Linked DNA regions of Mus musculus: regions 2 and 3 are each linked to region 1. A link is a contact called in public HiChIP or PLAC-seq data. All regions are on one chromosome and are shown on one strand. The core of a region is the stretch at or near the end of the contact, and the rest is flanking DNA. Distances in the headings are between cores, read along the strand shown. Region 1 holds the start of Tbc1d22a (TBC1 domain family, member 22a). Region 2 overlaps Brd1 (bromodomain containing 1). Region 3 has its middle 22 kb from the start of Gm35997.

The links. HiChIP or PLAC-seq counts read pairs in DNA pulled down with a chosen protein or histone mark.
Region 2: an H3K27ac HiChIP or PLAC-seq map of epiblast stem cells shows a contact between it and region 1, with 9 times the contacts expected there. The contact joins the enhancer-like site here to the promoter of Tbc1d22a in region 1. A contact is called at or near these places in 10 of 39 promoter capture datasets (the 3T3-L1 cell line, 3T3-L1-derived adipocytes, embryonic stem cells and 7 more), 8 of 115 datasets of contacts at active chromatin or transcription factors (acute myeloid leukemia, embryonic stem cells, epiblast stem cells and 4 more) and 1 of 9 other capture datasets (embryonic stem cells).
Region 3: a contact with region 1 is called in an H3K27ac HiChIP or PLAC-seq map of embryonic stem cells, with 5 times the contacts expected there. The contact joins the enhancer-like site here to the promoter of Tbc1d22a in region 1. A contact is called at or near these places in 5 of 39 promoter capture datasets (the 3T3-L1 cell line, embryonic stem cells, hippocampal neurons and 2 more) and 6 of 115 datasets of contacts at active chromatin or transcription factors (embryonic forebrain, embryonic stem cells, forebrain and 2 more).

The regions. Positions count from the first base shown.
Region 1 is chr15:86,212,695-86,216,698 of GRCm38.p6, forward strand. It overlaps Tbc1d22a (TBC1 domain family, member 22a), which reads left to right and starts at 1,765. Exons shown (of 13, transcript NM_145476.2): 1 at 1,765-1,942. The coding sequence starts at 1,881.
Region 2 is chr15:88,707,357-88,711,360 of GRCm38.p6, forward strand. All of the region lies in intron 6 of Brd1 (bromodomain containing 1), which reads right to left. Among named protein-coding and RNA genes, the nearest start is that of Gm41377, 25 kb to the right of the region's middle. Within about 2 kb of position 1,660, at least 40 of the 459 cell types and tissues checked have an H3K27ac peak or open chromatin away from gene starts, as enhancers often do. A contact at or near this core is called in embryonic stem cells, epiblast stem cells, stem cell-derived epiblast-like cells and 2 more, where this site is marked.
Region 3 is chr15:88,682,128-88,686,131 of GRCm38.p6, forward strand. No RefSeq gene overlaps it. Among named protein-coding and RNA genes, the nearest start is that of Gm35997, 22 kb to the left of the region's middle. Within about 2 kb of position 2,179, at least 9 of the 459 cell types and tissues checked have an H3K27ac peak or open chromatin away from gene starts, as enhancers often do. A contact at or near this core is called in embryonic stem cells, where this site is marked.

The DNA.
Region 1 (4,004 bases), core at 515-3,014:
TTATTATATGTAAGTACACTGTAGCTGTCTTCAGACACACCAGAAGAGGGCATCAGATCTCATTACGGGTGGTTGTGAGCCACCATGTGGTTGCTGGGATTTGAACTTCGGACCTTCAGAAGAGCAGTCGGGTGCTCTTACCCACTGAGCCATCTCACCAGCCCCATAGCACCCAATTTTTAATTTCCATTCTCCTGCCTCCCTCTTGAGAAGCTGGGCCATAGCTATGTACCACTAAAGTTTTATTTCAAAGAGCTCTCGAGGCAGTGCTAGGACATGATTATTAATCTTAGTTTTGCTAGGTCTCTCAAATTCTAAGGATTATTAGAAGTAGGATTCCAAGGAGAAGCCAAGGCTATGTTCCATAAGTTGTGCCTGAAGGGGTCACCTAGGACCTGTTGACATTGTCCCTGGTATTTCCTGAAGTTTCTATGCTTGTGTCAAAAGGGATTCCTAGAGAGCCCGGTATTGTCATCCAGACAGCAAACATTTGGGATGTACTATTTCAGTTCCTAAGGCTCCGGCTGTGCAGGAAATGAAGAGGAACAGGTGCCACCCCTTTCTGCAGAGTCAAAGTGGAGTCAGGTAGCTGCTGCAGTCTAAAAGGAGCTGCAGAAGGCTTTACTCTTAAAGAATGGGAACAAAGTTGAGATACAGGGCTCTAGGCCATTGACCCTGCTCTGAGTACTGAGGATAAGTCTGGCATACAACTGGGCTAAGCTATATAAGGTTCTTTAGTGTGATTTCTTGCATCCACCATGTGCTAACCCAACACCACTTTCAATATGTCTAGAAGTCTGGGTCTTGAGAATATAGTCAGGGCCTGGGTTAAACAGGAAGACCATATCAAAAGCAGAAAAAGTGCACGAGACAGCTGTCGTGAATATGTTTCTCAGTAGTAAAGGCCACAAGTTGGCATTACCAGTGTTTCACTAAAGCTCCGGCCTGAGATGCCAGCCTCTCACCCTTGAGTCTAAGATCATAGAAATTTTACACCAATCACGTAAGTAATTTCAAGTAGCTACACTACACAGCAAAAAGTGAAAGTAAACATAACAATATATTCTACAGAACCCAATATATATAAAGTATCATTTAATGTAAACTTATAATTAACATTTCCGTATTAAGATTTTTGGATCTTGAATGTATCTTACAATTAAGCACACTTTACTGCGGTCTTGGAAGCACGCAAGCGCCGGCAAGATGAAGTCTTCGTGTCTCCGTGCCTATTCGTTTTTCAGCTGAAGCCCAGGCAGATCCCCGCCATCGCTTCAGATGTGCTCCGGTGGAAGTCGCTTCCTTCACCTCACTGTGCAGTGTTTACTGATCCGGGGTCAATGCCCTGGCGATGAGGCTTGGACCACACTACAGCGGGAGAAGCTCTCCATCCTCCCGCTCGCCTGTCCGCCCGCAGCAGGGTCCCGATCTGCCTGTGCTCCTTCTGGTTCTCGGTACTTGCTGGTTGGCTGCGAGCAAATAAGACCGACTCGGACCCCAGACGCACGCGGCTCCGGAGTTCATGGCCGGGGATCAGAGGCCGGGATCCAGAGACCTCAGTCCGTGCCGCTCGACCCGAGCGCTCTCAGCGCCGCCAGAACATACGCAGCTCGCAGACTCCGCTTTCCTCCCTGCGCTACAGCCACGCACATATCCCAGCGTCGCCTTCTCATGGCGTCAAGCACTGCCCGAAACGAAGGCGGGACTTCCGGAATCGCCGAGTCACAACTTCCGGACGGAGGCGGAAGCGCCTCTCGGCTCTACGCTTCGGAGTCCTGGTGTCTCTGAGGGGGCCGCCGGGGCACAGGAGAGGGCCGCTGGAGGTGTGGCCGACCGCTCTCGGGTGTCAGGGTTGCGGATCTGAGGGATGAGGAGCGGCCATGGCCAGCGACGGGGCCAGGAAGCAGTTCTGGAAGCGCAGCAACAGCAAGGTCCCGGGCAGGTGGGTGTGACGGGGAGGACCCGGTCGGGGTCAGGGGTCAGAGGTCAGGTGGCCGTGCTGTCCCGTTGCAGTGCGGGTGGCGTAGGAGTCTGGGGAGGAGAACCTGGCTCCTAGGAGACTGTTGGGCTATGTGAGGGGCTAGGGGAGTCGGGGTCGGCAGTGGGCGTGTGGGAAATGAAAGGTGACAGTGGCCGTACCAATGAGCAAGGAGGACGAGGAGCTGCCCCAAGTGCTTCCAGAGCCTGGCAGGCAGGTTCTCTCCTGCGAAACTCCATGACTCCCTGGGGAAGCTGGAAGAAACTGACCCAGGTCATGCCCTGGAGAGTTTGGTTGAGTCAGGAAACTGGCCAGGGAGAGGCAGTGCCTGCAGGGGAGGTCGGTCTCTTCGGGGTGCATAGTGGTTTGAGCACTTGGGTTTTCGTCTGTCACATGTGGGCTGATGCTTTTCCTTTGAGCGTGGAAGCGCCTTGTGAATTTCTGTGGTCCCACCTTCTGGCCTCTGGACACCGGTCTTTTGACAGCAACAGGAAACACAGAATAATAATAAAAACACCTGGGTGCAGTCTGGAAGCTATCGAGCTCCAAAGTCCTTCTGTGATTGGTTATGTGGCCTGATGCCTCTCTAGGTCTTAGGGAGTGAAGAGACAGTACCCGGAAATGTATTTCAGAAAACTCCATCACAAGATTTCAAACATAGTTTATTCTGTTTTCTAGCCAAAGTCTCAGATATGAAATTTAAGATTCTAACATTAGCCACCTCTCCAGTCCTGAAGGTTTTGACATTGAGGTAACTTAAGTAGAACCATTCGTGAGCTCGGAAAATGGTCTGTCTTCCTGTGCTTCCTAAGAGACACCATTGTGTGAATGTTAAATTTGTAAACTCGGATATCCACTGTATTCAACCACAAAATGTGCTTTTCAAAGTGGCTGGGGCTTGGCACGGGTTACTGACTGCTGGGCCACAGTGACTTGGGAGATGGAGGAAGTCCTCAGAGGTACCCAGACACTGTATTTTTTACAGGACCTGGACTGGGCTTGCTTGAATAGTTAAGAACTTTTATAAAAGCTATTATTATAGTTTATGATGAGTAGAAGGTCCTACTGTGACAGGGATAAACACGTTGAGCCTAGTGCCAGATAAACAGAAGCATGTGGCAGTGTGACTTCTGTTGTTGCCTTCACATCTCGAGACTCAGTTCTTCTTCTTCCTCCTCCTCCTCCTCCTCCTCCTCCTCCTCCTCCTCCTCCTCCTTCTTCTTCTTCTTCTTCTTCTCCTCCTTCTCCTTCTCCTTCTCCTTCTCCTTCTCCTTCTCCTTCTCCTTCTCCTTCTCCTCCTCCTCTTCCTCCTCCTCCTCCTCCTCTTCCTCCTCCTCCTCCTCCTCCTCCTCCTCCTCCTCCTCCTCCTCCTCCTTTTCCAAGACAGAGAAACCCTGTCCTGGAACTCACTCTGTAGACCAGGCTAGCCTGGAACTTAGAAATCAGCCTGCCCCCACTTCCCAAGTGCTGGGATTAAAGGCGGGTACCACCACTGCCCGGCCTCAGTTCTTCTTAAGTATGAGCTGTAATTTATTGTTAAGAGTCAACTGAGATTTAAAAATAATGGAGTTGCTGTATGGAGTTGTAGAATTCATTGACCCTTTCCATTAAATACTGTCTCTTGATAGTGCATTTTTTATTTTTTATTTTTTGAGCTAGGGTCTCATTTATAGTGCAGGCTGGCCCTGAGCTTCTGACCCTCCTGCCTCATTCTCCCGAGTATACAAGTCACTATACCTGGTGTGGTAGTTTGTCTTCATACTGGGCTAGACAGTAACATTCCTAATATTTTACTGTGACTGTGACCGTGACCTTGCTTGGAAGCAGGATCTCTGTAGACATTACTGAGCAATGGGGAGGCCCTCATTCAGTCTCTGGTTCCCGTAAGAACATGGAACTTCATATACAGAGGAGAGACAGAAGTAGGGGGCATGACCATGCAAAGATGGAAGCAGAGATTGCAATGATGTGTTTACAAGTCAAAACTGGGATTGCCGGGAACCACCAGAAGCTGGACGTGGCGGGA
Region 2 (4,004 bases), core at 410-2,909, 2.5 Mb after region 1:
CACATCTGTCTTAACTATGTGCCTGGGCCTGCCCACGGCCAAAGCGCAGGCTTCAAATTCATTTAATCTTTGTTTGTTTATTTAGCTTCTTGGGTTTGTTTTGTTTTATTTGTTTGTTTTTGAGACAGTGTTTCTCTGGGTAACCCAGGCTGTCCTGCAACTCATTCTGTAACAGGCTGACCTTGAACTCAGAGATCTGCCTGCCCCTGCCTCCCAAGTGTTCCAATTTCACCATTTGGTGCCATACATACTCCTCTCTACCCTGATTCTGAACCTATGACAAGGCTGTTGTCACAAAGAGGGAAAAAAAGAGACAAGACACTCCTTCAGTCAGTAGTACACAAAGGACTAGTGTGGCCGTAGCAGAGGAGATGTGGGTAACACACATGGCTTTTCCTGGACTAAGACCCAACTCAGTCCTGCTCTGTAAAAAGTGAGAGGCACAAAGACCACCAGACATGTCTGAGTGCACCAACATAGACGCAAGATGGACTACTGACAGACGCTGCGTGTGTGTAAATATGTTCACATGGACTGTTTATACATTGTGAACATCATCCTAGCTCAAGTTCTTGCACATACATCATGACCAAAAGGAAACTAGGCTGCAGAGTCCGCAGGTCTCCCCAGACTCTAGGAACATTGACTGCAGGACTTAAATTAGTGAAATAGCCAAAAAATTATTTAATCTATGCGAAGATAAAACCAAAGGAACAGCAGGGCCAACAGAGACACCTACCATAAATGAGCCCTGCCCAGACCTGGTAGCTGGCCTAGGAGACTCATTAGCGCCCTGTCTAAACAGCACTAACTTAGCAGTGGGACACGACAAACACTGTCCAACTGGCTTACAGTCACCGCAACAAAAACCACCACTCAACTTCTCAAGCCTCCTTTCTTCTGTTTTGTGCTTGCTGAGTCCAGGCTGGCCTCAAACTTGTAATCCTCCCTCCTCAACCTGAGTGCTAGACCTGCAGGCTCTGCTGGTTGGCTTCTCTTTCAACAGGGCCAGTATTGCGGTTTGTATATGCTCTGCTTAGGGAGCGGCAATGCTAGGAGGTGTAGCCCTGTTGGAGTAGGTGTGGCCTCATGGGTGGGCTCCTAGCTGCCTGGGAGTCAGTACTCTGCTAGCAGCCTTCAGAAGACGTAGAACTCTTAGCTCCTCCTGTACCATGCCTGTCTGGATGCTGCCATGTTTCCACCTTGATAATGGACTGAACTTCGGAACCTGTAAGCCAGCCCCAATTAAATGTTGTCCTTAGAAGACTTGCCTTGGTCATGGTGTCTGCTCACAGCAGAAAAACTCTAAGACAGGTGGCACCAGGGACTGAGATATTGCGGTAATAGGCCTGACCGTGTTTTTGCTTATAAGAATGTAGGTTGGGGAACTTGGGATTTGGAAGGCCACAGAATGTTTCAAGTGGGGCTTCATGGTCTATCCTAGCTGGACTATGGAACACTTTGTTGCTGTGAGTAATCGGAACTGTGTAGACCCAGCACAAGAGGTTTCAGTGAGGAATTTCAGTTATGTGGTCTAGAGCCTTGTTTTTGTAGTTTGGTGAAGAAGTAGCTATTTTTGCCCTTGGCTGAAGAGTCTGCCTGAGGCTAAGGAGGCTCAGGTTAATTACAATGACAAAGGAAGCCTTAGAAAGGCCCATCGTAGACTTTGTTCTCAGGAAGAGCATGTGAATAAGCATTGCAAGGTTAGAAAGGAATACTGGAAGTGAATGGAGCTGAATGTGTTCAAGGACATTAGTTTGAATTAAGGGACTAGTGACCTTGGGGCAAGATCCCACCCAGTTAAGTTTTGGTCTATACTGGGCAGAACAAGCTTTTTAATTCCTGGAGGCAAAGGCAGGCAGATCTCTACTTTCAAGGACAGATCAAGTTGTAGGTGAAGAAAAGCTTAATTCCGGGCGTGCTGGTACACACCTCTAATCCCAGGAGTCAGGCTTGCATATCTCAGAGTTCTGAGCAAGATCCCCACGTGACAAACTTAGGCCTTGAAGGAGCGCGAAAGCTGGAAGCTAGTGATGACGCAATAGAACTAGGGGCCATGTTCCAGCTCCAGCAAGCAGCTTCGGCCATGTGTCTCTGGCTTTATAATCACGAGGAGAAAGACTCCTGGGACAGCTGATGCTGGTTAGCGGGAGCTAAGGCATTAGCAGTGATTAAGAGACCGGCAGGGCTGGAGAGATGGCTCTGTGGTTAAGAGCACTGACTGCTCTTCCAGAGGTCCTGAGTTCAATTCCCAGCAACCACATGGTGGCTCACGACCATCTGTAACAGGGGCCCAATACCCTCTTTCTGGTGTGTCTGAAGAGAACTGTGTACTCATATAATAAATAAATCATGACGACAACCAGCATCACTGGAAGTGTTTTCTGAGCACCAAGAAGCTGTGTTCCAGAGACAGCCAAGGTTGCACCTCATGCTGCAGCTATGCTGGGTGACTGCAATGGTCCCCCAGGTGGCACTGGCCTTGAGGCATGAAGGGGCCATGAAGAGCAGCTGAGGCGGAAGATCACTGATCAAAGTGCAGCCTCGGTTGCAGATGATGGCCCAGGACTGAAGGGGCCATGCAAAGGAGTTGAGGCTTGGCACCATGAAGAGAGCCTAGAGAGGCTCTAGTTGCAGCGGAAGCCCCCAGTGTATTGGAGATGATGGCCACCAAGAGCAGCAGCGGCAGTGGAGGGATCAACCTGAGCTTAGAGCTACCGAGGGCAGAGCTGGGGAAGTGACGTCACCTTGGAGAGGAGGCCCAGACATTAAAACAAGAAGCTGCCTTGGAGATACCAGAGTGGTAGTTGGACTATCTGCTAAGGAAAGCTGCTATGCTACCAGGGAGTAGAACCAGCCCAGGAGAAAGAAGTTTGTTGCAGTCAACAAAGATGAAAAAGGAATAGAAGATCTGAAGACATCAGACATGGAGATGCAGAGCCCAGCTGGCTTCCTGTCTTGCTTTGGGGATTACAGTTAAGTTATTGGACGATTATTGTTGAGACTGCCATAGACTATGGGGGCTTTTGAAGTCGGACTAAATGTATTTTGCATTATGCTATGTGTAGGTATGGCTCCCATAGGCTTATGTTTGGACAAGCCTATGAGGGCCAGGGGGTGGAATGTAATGGTTGTATATTATATGTTCAGCTCAGGGAGTGGCACTTTTGGGAGGTATGGCCTTGTGGGTGTGGGCTCCTAGCTGCTTGGGAGCCAATATTCTGCTAGCAGCCTTCAGATGAAGATGTAGAACTCTCAGCTCCTCCTGCACCATGCCTGTCTGGATGCTGCCATGTTTTCACCTTGATGATAATGGACTGAACTTCAGAACCTGTAAGCCAGCCCCAACTAAATGTTGTCCTTGTAAGACTTGCCTTGGTCATGATGTCTGCTCACAACAGAAAAACCCTAACTAAGACAAGTATCTTCCTTACTGCAGGCTCAAGACAGCGGCAGAGTACCCAGAGCTCACCCTGCCACAGGTCATGCTTTCTACTGCAATCACTGAGTAAGAAATAAATTTGTACTTTTCATTATTACTTTCCTTTTTGGCAAAAAGTCTGGCACAGAAATTTATTTAGCAATGACAAAGCCAGTTTCCTGGAATCTCAACTGTGAGGCCTCTGAGCCCTGCCCATCTACAGAGCACGAGAATCAGAAGCTGTGGGGTCAAAGACTCCCAGATGTCACTGGGCTCCTCTGCTTCTCAGGGCAGCCGATACCACCCAAAGCACAGTCACGGCCACAACAGATGAGGCTGGAGCCCACCCTTGCCTCCCACACAATCTGGAGAAAAGAACATGGATGCAGGTGAAGATCTGAGAGTCGCTCTGTAATCCTGGTGGCTATCAGGCTCAGTTCCTGCTGGACCTATCTAGGGTTTCAGAAATCTTGTCACCTGTGTGGGTGCATGCATATCTATTTTTCAAAGCAAGGTCTCATGTAACCCAGGCTAGCCTTAATTCACTCTATAGCCAATATGACCTTTAAATTCTAATCTTTGT
Region 3 (4,004 bases), core at 929-3,428, 2.5 Mb after region 1:
CACGTTCTGACTCAGGAGAGGCGACACCCCAAAATCACCAACGAGAAACGGTCTTGCTGCAAATTGCAAGAGGATTTTTATTCAAGAGCGATCTCGGGCCCACGGTCATACACCACGCAGGGGTAGAGGACCGTGGCGCCCCGAGTAGCTGAGTAAGGGGGTATTTAAAGGAAAAAACCACAACTCAAGGAGGTGGGAAGGGCGTTGTTGGAAAATACCAAAAATACCAGTTAAGAGTCACAAGGATGTACAAAGTCACAGGTGTCACAAGGAATACCTACCTGGTAATTGTTAACTCTCAAGACAGTTTCTAAGAGCCCCTAACGATAGCACATTTGCATTGCAGGTTCCAGCACTGGTCAGGGTGGGTCAGGGTGACTTTCTTTGAATGAACACACTTGAACCCAGGAAGCGGGTGGGTGGAGGAATGTCGCTATCTGTTTTATGATTAGCATACCTTGGAGGACTGAGTTTACTACTCTTTCAGTTGCTCAATATTTAGTAACTATATACTTAAAATCCTTAACATTCGGCCGGGCATGGTGGCACATGCCTTTAATCCCAGCACTCAGGAGGCAGAGGCAGGCGGATTTCTGAGTTCAAGGCCAGCCTGGTCTACAAAGTAAGTTACAGGACAGCCAGGGCTATAGAGAAACCCTGTCTCGAAAAACAAAAACAAAAACAAAACAGAAAGAAAGAAATAAAGAAATCTACTGCATCTCCAAAGGTAGCTACTGCCACTAACGAGGGAGGGGTCTGGCTAGCTAGATGCTCACCCGGGTACCCGCCTGCACCTGAGCCCTCTATCTCAAGCCTTTATCCTATGGGTCTTCTCGTTAAACTTCGACCTGGGGGACATCACCACAGCACCGGTGGAGCTTCGGCTGGCACAGTCGGGAAACCAGAGCCTTTTAAGTCTCCTGGGTAAATGGGCAGATATGGCAATGAGGCTATGGCTCCGTGAGTCCAAGTTCTGACTACTTAAATAGCATGTTCCTTAAAGTAAGTAGTCCTGGTTAGAGTTTCATTGCTAAGAAGAGACACCATGATCAGGGGCAACTCTGATAAGGGAAAACATTTCATTGGGGCTGGCTTACAGTTTGGAGGGTTAGACCATGATGGCAGTGTGCAGCCAGACATGGTCCACAGGCAGCAGAAGCAACTCACTGGGCATAACGAGCATATATGACCTCAAAGTGGCATATATGTCCATTGGGCAGACATACTCAACCTAACTTTGGCGATAAGTGATCGATCCCCTTGGGCCCAGTGACTGGGGCTGCACATTTTTCTTTGGAACTGTTAATAGCCTGCAGTGACAATAGGGCTACTTAGGAGTGTAAGGTAGTGGGGTCCCAAGCCCAGAGTAGCGCTGGCCCTGGGCCCAGCTGGGCTTCATCTCTGGCAGCCTTTGCATCTCATTGCTCTGAGGGCTCCTCACTAGGCCTAGTACACGAGACTGAGCATGCTCCCACTCCGAGCTCTCAAATGCCCATATGTCACCATCCAGGGACCGCTGGCCAGTAGTCTACAGGGAGGAGAGCAGCTGGAGTGACCAAGTCATAAGCTGTTGCCCCGGAGCTTCAGAAAATGACAGGGTCTGAGAACTTCTAAGAAGCTTCGGTGGTTGCCTTGTGAGCTTTCTAAAAGCCCACTGACCAGCACGGAGGGAAGAAAGTCCCCCCAGAACCACAAGAATCCAAAACCCTGCCTCACCGTGAACTACATCGAATACCAACCAAAAGCAACCTAAAGAAAGCTGACCTGGGCCACAGGTTACTGGCCTCAAAGTCTTCGATCCTGGTTTTTGAATGATTTGAAGTTTACCAGCTGTAAAGAAAAGTAACAGGGCTTAGAGTATCAATGTTTCTATCACATAACCAATGTGCAGACCCACAGGGAAGTCCTGCATTAGGACTGCAGCCACAGGTCTCATCTATCTTGTGGTTGTCAGGCTCAGCATGGTCCAAAAAGGCTGCTCCAAGCCATCTATCACACCGACACCCCAGGAGCCATTAAGAACAAGCAGATGACTCAAATCTGGATATTTCCTGATGTCACCCCACCCCCACCAATTCCTCACCTGCTTGACCTTGATTTCCTGTCTACCTTCCAGCGGCAGGGGAAAAGGAGCATGGGAAAGAGGCTTTCGGGTGGGGCTCTTCAACCAGGGTATGCTATCCGGGTGAGATCGGCCACAAGGGCTGGGGTGAGGCCAGGTGGAGACAGGTCACACGAGCTGATTTTGTCTGTAGGCACTCTGATTTTGTTGTATGTTTTCCAGGGTGTTGGTTTTACATTTTTTAACCTCAATTTAAAAAAAAAAAAAAAAAAAAAAAAAAGATGTTTTCACAGCAGATGGTGGTGGCAGGTGTCTTTAACCCAAGCACTTGGGACGTTTTTGTAGATCACGGTACAAAGGGCTGGAGAGGTGGCTCAGTGGCTAAGAACAGTTGCCCTTGCAGAGACTTGGGTTTGATTCCCAGCTACCATTCCACAGCTTACAACCAGGGATCCAACACACTCTTCTGAACTCTATATGGTATACATACATACATACATTTATACACATAACACGGTAAATATATTAGTGGGGGGGTTACAGTTCAAGACAGGGTTTACGTAGCCTTGGCTGTCAAGAGAACTTTCTGTGTAGACTACGAGCTGGTCTCTGCCCTGCCTTCAAAGCCCTGGGATTAGAGGCAGGCATCACCAGCCAGGCCATTTTTTTTTTTTTGTTTATTTCTTTTGTTTTGGGGTTTGTTTGTCTTTCAAGACAGGGTTTCTCTGTATAGCCCTGGCTGTCCTGTAACTCACTTTGTAGACCAGGCTGGCCTCGAACTCAGAAATCGGCCTGCCTCTGCCTCCTGAGTGCTGGGATTAAAGGCGTGCGCCACCGCGCCCGGCTCAGCCAGGCCATTTTTAATGTCTCTTTCTTTCAAGCCAGCACACAGTGAGTTTCACTATGCAATTTTTATACATACATACCAACCTTGGTGTCTCAGGTCTAAAATTTTGCTAATTCAGGAGGCAACACGGTGCTCAGTGCCCCGATTCCATTTTCACAGAATCAAGGAAATGCACAGAAGATGGAGGAAAACAACCTGCATTCCAAGAGGACCAGCTCCATCTCCCAACAAACAACTCATTTCAGAGCCAGCATGGGAACCAGAGCTGACCCAGGACCTCGGCTGCTCTCAACCTTAATCAGAGGCAGTTCTTAAAGTGGGCAGCCATCCCTGGGAAAACACACAACCAGCTGATCAAAGAAGCACTGAGAAGAAACTAAGTAGGATACCAAAACGCTCACACTCCAGGGCTCAGGGGATATCACAGAAGCGGTGGGGAAACAATGTAAGAGCTATAAAATGAAGCCGTGCGCTGTGAAACGCTTCGTCCGGACACAACAGAGAGTCATGAACTCACAGAAGCCAGCTGCGGTGATCGGACAAAACCAGCACAAGACTGAAACAGCAAATTCCCAGTACAGTTGTGGCCCGTCATCTCCAGGCCCCGTTTGTTACTGGGGAGTTGATGCTGCTGGCATTTAATGGCTGCTGGCGGGAGACGTTTTCAAGTGTTCCCACAGTAAGGTTTCCAAGCTCTATGGATGGCTCCATACCCATATGGACAACATTAATTGGAATTAGGGGGCTAGTAAGGAAAAATGACAGCAAATTGGGAGAGGGACACAGGCATGCCTGGGGGACACAGCAAGAGCTGGAATAGGGAACTGAGGTGGGTATGATCACAGCTCTTTTCATACACATATGGAATTCAAGATGTCTTTAAAAATTTTTTAATTTGGGCTGGTGAGATGGCTCAGTGGGTAAGAGCACCCGACTGCTCTTCCGAAGGTCAGGAGTTCAAATCCCAGCAACCACATGGTGGCTCACAACCATCCATAATGAGATCTGACTCCCTCTTCTGGAGTGTCTGAAGACAGCTACAGTGTACTTACATATAATAAATAAATAAATCTTTTAAAAAAATTTTTTTAATTT